2 separate regions of the Manis pentadactyla genome follow, and region 2 is linked to region 1. Evidence: chromatin contacts called from public Hi-C data. All regions are on one chromosome and are shown on one strand. Each heading gives the region's core, a stretch centred on a gene start, on an enhancer-like site or on the middle of the called end of the contact. The rest is flanking DNA. Distances are from core to core; before and after follow the strand shown.

Region 1 (2,627 bases), core at 95-2,594:
CCGGGACCTGTTCGCCGCGCCCCGCCCACCCCGAGTCCAAGCACGGCACTTGCCCTCGGCTTTCCCGAGCCCGCGGCCCACGTGACTGCGCATCGCGGCTGGGCCCGGGACCCGCCCCCGCTGCTGGCAGTCGAAGGCTGCCCGCGCCGCGCCGCTCCGCGCCCAGTGCCCACCAGGCCTTCCGAACCCAGCTGAGGCCCCGGGCCGCCCGGTTCCGCGGGGCCGCCCCCTCGCACACGCACGGCCGGGCGCCGCGTACCTTCTCGTACTTCTCCTTCAGCTTCGCCGCCCGCTGCTCGTACGGCTGCTTGTCCTTGGCCGACTGCTCGGACCACAGCTCGCCCAGCTTCTTCGCGGTGTCGCCGATGGACAGGCCCGGGTGCTCGCTCTTGATCTTCGGGCGGTGCTCGGAGCAGAACAGGAAGAAGGCGGACCTGGAAGGGGCGGCGTGTTAACGGGGGGACGGGCGGCCGCGGGGCGGCGGGACCGGCCTCGGGCGGCACTCACGGGGGCCTCTTGGGCGCGTTGGGGTCCTTCTTCCGCCCTCTCTTGTCGCCCTTGGGGGGCACGTAGCTCTTCATCTCCCGGTCGTAGCGGGCCTTGTCGCTCCGCGCCATGTCCTCGAACTTGGCCTTCTCCTTGGCCGACATGGTCTGCGGGCGGGGAGGGGCCGGACGGCCGCGGCGGGGCGTGAGCCGCAGGCCGCGGCGGCCAGCGGGGTCCAGGGGCGCCCGCGGGGCCCCGCCGCCCGCCCCCTCACCTTCCACCTCTCCGAGCACTTCTTGGAGAACTCGGCGAAGTTGACGGAGGAGTCCGGGTGCTTCTTCTTGTGCTCCTCCCGGCACGTCTGCACGAAGAACGCGTACGAGGACATCTTGCCCCGCGGCTTGTTGGGGTCCCCCTTTGCCATGGCGGCGGCCTGGCGGGAGGAGCCGGTGGGCGGGCGCCGGAGGCCGCTTCCCGCGCAAAGCCGCCGCCGCCCCGCGGCCCAGGCGCCGCTCGTCCCGGCGCCGCCTCCCCGGCCCCGCGGGCCCTCCCGACAGAAACGCTCCCCCGCCGCGCGGCTGCCGCCCCGCGGCCCGGCCGCCCGCCCTCCCCGGGCCCGCCCTCCGCCGAGCCCCGTACAAGGCCGCGGGGAAGCGGGAGCGGCCGGCCCGCGACCCGAGCGGCCGGAGGGGCCGCTTGCCTGGTGGCGGCTTTTCCTCAGAGCCCCGCGGAGCGGCCGGATGCCCCAAACACGCTTCCCTCCCGCCGCTCCGGCGTGAAATGGTTTGTCGAGGACGCAACCCTCAGCCTCTTGTTTTGCAGAGTTCTCCGCGCCACGGCAGCTTGACAAGACGGGCCGCAGGCCACACCCCCGCCTCTCGGATTGGCTCTGGTGGTTATTCAAACTTCGCGAGGCCGCGCCTCCTAGCCACGGGGGCTTCCTATTGGCCGGCGTCTCGCCACGCCCGGCTCCCGAGCCCCAGCCTAGCAGGTTCGGTGGGTCTCGCAGGTCGTTAACTCCCAGACCCGTTAGAACCGGTCAGGAGAGGAATGCACTGCTCGGCCCTGATTGGCGGCGGGAAAAGAGTTTGAAAAATGGCGGGCCTGACGCTGACTGGCCTGGACGGCCGGCGGGGGGGCGTGGCCGGCCCGACTAGGGAAGCCCCGCCAGCTTTAAAAATACCACCGTAGGGTCTGGGTGGCGGTAGCGCGGTCTCCCGGCCGCGAGGTGACGGGCCGCTTGCCGCCCCTCCTCGAGCCTCGGCCCAGCGGAGCGCCGCCCGGGAGCCGTGGTTACCCCGCGGAGGCAAGCGCAGAGAAGCACAGGGGGAGCGGCCGGGGCGCCGACCCCGCGGAGGCCGATGGAAGCCGCAGAGGCGGTGGGGTGTGAGGAAAGGGCCTCAGCGCGGCCCGCCTCATGCCGCGTCTAGGGCCCCACCCCGGGCGGCAGACTGGCTGGCCCGCCGCTCCCTCCCGGCCCGGGCCGAGGCCGCGCCGCTGTGGGGCCTGCCGGCTGCTCCCCACGTCCCGCCGGCCCCGCAGTCGCCCTTGAGGCCCATGTCGGCGTCCCCGAGGCCACCACGGGCCGTGAGAGCCGCGCCGCACGGTCCCCCTGGGCCCGCAGCGCGCTGCCCGTCCCCGGTCGGCCCCGCGGTGCGCCGGCGGTTGGTCTCAGCCGACTTCTGAATCTTCTGTCTTAGGTCCCCAGGAAGTTCGCTGGCATGTGTTCGTGTTTGGTTTACGAACGGTAAACACAGTCAAAGGTAACTCACAACCAACAGCTTTTTATCTAGATTTACTAATTATTCGTAAATCTGGATTTTTAAAAATGTGTAACTTGGACATGGGTATTGGTTGCCCAACGTTGTGTAGGTTCTAATGCCGCTAAATTTAAAAATAGATTTTTAAAGCGTAGTGCAATAGTGATCTGCTCATTTTCGAATAATGTAATATGAGTTATTTTGTCAATTTGGATTTTTGTGTGTTTTTACAGCACAACTGTAACGGTGACCTTATTTGAGAACAGGGTCATTGCAGATGTAATTAGTTAAGATGAGATCGTCTAGGAGTTGGGTGGCCCCAACCCAGTATGGATGGTGCCCTTATAAAAAGGGGGCATTTGGACACAGACAGGCATAGGG
Region 2 (2,627 bases), core at 48-2,547, 700 kb after region 1:
TACTGACTCACTTCTAACAACTACAACAGGGCAGTACTGATGGGATCCCACTTCTGAGATTAGATTACAAAGACTATGGCGTCTTGGGTGCTCTCTCTTATTTATCTGCTCACCCTAGGGGAAGCCGGCTGCCATACTGGGAGGCGGCCCTACCGAGAAGCCCATGTGGGGAGAACTCGGGCCTCCCAACCGTCAGAAATACGGTTACCGAACTCCAAACATTAGACGTCAGAGAAGGAAAACCGAAACTGAAAATATAAATTAGCTTCACTTTGCGGTAATAAAGGTCATGATGCACTGATTTGGAGAGAAACACCTAGGATCCTTGAAAATAAAAATTCTACTTGTTGAACCAAGTAGATTCAACCATTATATTACCAAATACATACAGAGCCTAAAAATAAAACGAACACATTTAAAAATAAAACGAACACACTGGGATTCATGTACATAATTTCACCCAATTGGTAATATTTAATTGAGCACCCACCATGTAAAACACTAGAGCCCAGTCACAGAGAAACAAACAAGAGACAGGAAATTAAGAACTTGCCAAATTTATAACCAAAGCTTGACAGCTGAAGCAACTGGCAGTCCATCGTGACCCTACCTGTACGTTTGCTTTCATATTACTGGAAAGTACGTAAAGAACAGAAAACTGTGTCTACCGATTCCTCCTTCCCCCCAAAAAAGAAAAAAAAAAACTTCCACTCTACTTGAAAAGCAACACTTGGGCTAGAAAAGAGCAATCCTTGCTGTTTCCCGGCTTTATTGCAGAACGAAGCCGGGTCGCCACCTGGGGTCCCAAGCTGACCTTATAGCCCACTGGCCTAGAAACACAGGCACACACCTACTCCCGCCTCTTGACGAGCATGCCTCATTTTAATAAGCCGCCACCGCTGTCACTCAAGATGCTCTGCACTGTCATTGGCCCCAAAGTCGGGCTGGTTGGCAAGTTTCTGCCCCCCAGGCCGGCCCCGGTTGTCTCAATTTCCGTAAGGAATAGGGGGGCTGTGCAGAGAAAGGGGGCAAGAACGCTGAAATATCGGGGCTGACGCTTGTACCTGAGCGACCTGCGATCCCCACCGCCGCCGCGACGACTCGGCCTCTGGGCGGGGACTTTGTGCCAAAAAGAAAATGACTCAGCCGGGAACTGGTGCGCAGGCCATGGAGAAGCCGGCTCAGACCTCACTTGTTCACGCCGGTGGAGGTGACGGCGACGAGGACCCCAGAGCCCTCGGGACTCTGCGCTCCCCGAGCCGCGGCAGCCCGAGCAGCCGACGGTCCCGCTCTTGACGTTTCCTATTGTTGCCGGAAGTGACGTTCGGGTTCGGAGCTTAAAGGGGAAGCATTTTTATCCCCGCGTGTACGATTCGCCAGAGGCGCCCAGCTTCTCCGTCTGCGGCCCGCGCCCCTCTGCATCCCCCGGCCTCGGCAGCCTACCGCTCGGCCTTGGGCCGGGACCGGCCTTGGAGCGGACACTCAGCGGGGTGGGTCTCCGCCGGCCGGACGCACGTGGTGCGGAATCTGCCGCGGGGAGTCGCGGGGCGCGGGCGGGGGCCGCTGGGGTCCGGCGGCGGGGCTCGGCGCGCTGGCACCGGCCGTTCCGAGCACAAACGGGCGACGCGGCGGGCGCCGGGCCTGGGTGCCGCAGGCGGGCTCCGGGGGCGTCCGTGGCGCTGGGCGGCCGGGGCCCTTCCGAGCCGCTGCTGCGCTGGGCCGGGGCTTGTCGCTCCGCTGCCGGCCAGGCGGCCCCGCGGGAGCCCCGACCAGATCTGCCCTTTTAGTGTTTACATCGGCTGGAGCGAGGGGAGCCTCGGTCGGCCCTGCTTCTACACCCAGTTATCCTGTGACACCACCGAAGTAGGAAGAATCGTGGCCGCTCCTCCTTGGAGACAGGGTCGGAGTTTAGGGCTGGGGACTCGCAGACGGACTGTTCCTCCCGCCGGATCCTCTGGGCTTGGAGCTGCCTGGGAGGAAAAGATCCAAGTAGCTGTCGGTGTTTTTTCCCGGTGTTTCAGTATGTCCCCACCTTCCTAGACGACCCTTGCTTTTTTCCTCACTATGGAAAAATCAGTCTTGGCCTTTGCAATGATGGCTATCCTAGGCTGTTTTTCTGAAATTATCCGCAAACCTTTTAACAGTTTTGTATGTGAACACAGCAGTCCCTTTGTTTCCTCCACAGTTTTCTGTGTTTTCCCTTTCCTAGACCTTTCTTCCTTCCTCCTAGCGCAGAATTTCCCTAGTAACTTTTGCGGGAAGTTTCATGAACTTAACCTCATCTCTACGCGGTTTTATTTTTAATAAATAGTTTTAGATAACATCTAGCGTTAGGAGCTATTCAAACTTTCAGCCGTTCACCATAATCGTTCCAGTCAGTGTAATTGCTTTATTCTAAACTCAAATCACTTTGAGTTCAGTGGCATTCCGTTCCGAGGCATCACTTAATGACCTCTAAAGCAGTGAGACTGAGCTAAATTAAAAATCTTATATATTAGATGGTACTCTATACCGTTTTCAGGAAGTGTCCCGTAATAAATTCGGATGGGCAGATCTGACTTGTAGAGAGAACCCTGTAGGAAGATAGGAAGCCATATTGATCTTAGCGATTGAATCTGTGCTGCAAG

The links. A called contact is a pair of places that touch in the nucleus more often than the background predicts.
Region 2: a contact with region 1 is called in a Hi-C map of skin fibroblasts, with 4 times the contacts expected there. The contact joins the promoter of CEP44 here to the promoter of HMGB2 in region 1. A contact is called at or near these places in 2 of 3 Hi-C or Micro-C datasets (blood and skin fibroblasts).

Annotation. Positions count from the first base shown.
Region 1 is chr1:3,861,870-3,864,496 of mManPen7.hap1, forward strand. It overlaps HMGB2 (high mobility group box 2), which reads right to left and starts at 1,345. Exons shown (of 5, transcript XM_036889156.2): 1 at 1,187-1,345; 2 at 761-919; 3 at 508-653; 4 at 260-434. The coding sequence starts at 910.
Region 2 is chr1:4,562,175-4,564,801 of mManPen7.hap1, forward strand. It overlaps CEP44 (centrosomal protein 44), which reads left to right and starts at 1,298. Exons shown (of 10, transcript XM_057503724.1): 1 at 1,298-1,490. It overlaps FBXO8 (F-box protein 8), which reads right to left and starts at 1,282. Exons shown (of 6, transcript XM_036889174.2): 1 at 1,065-1,282.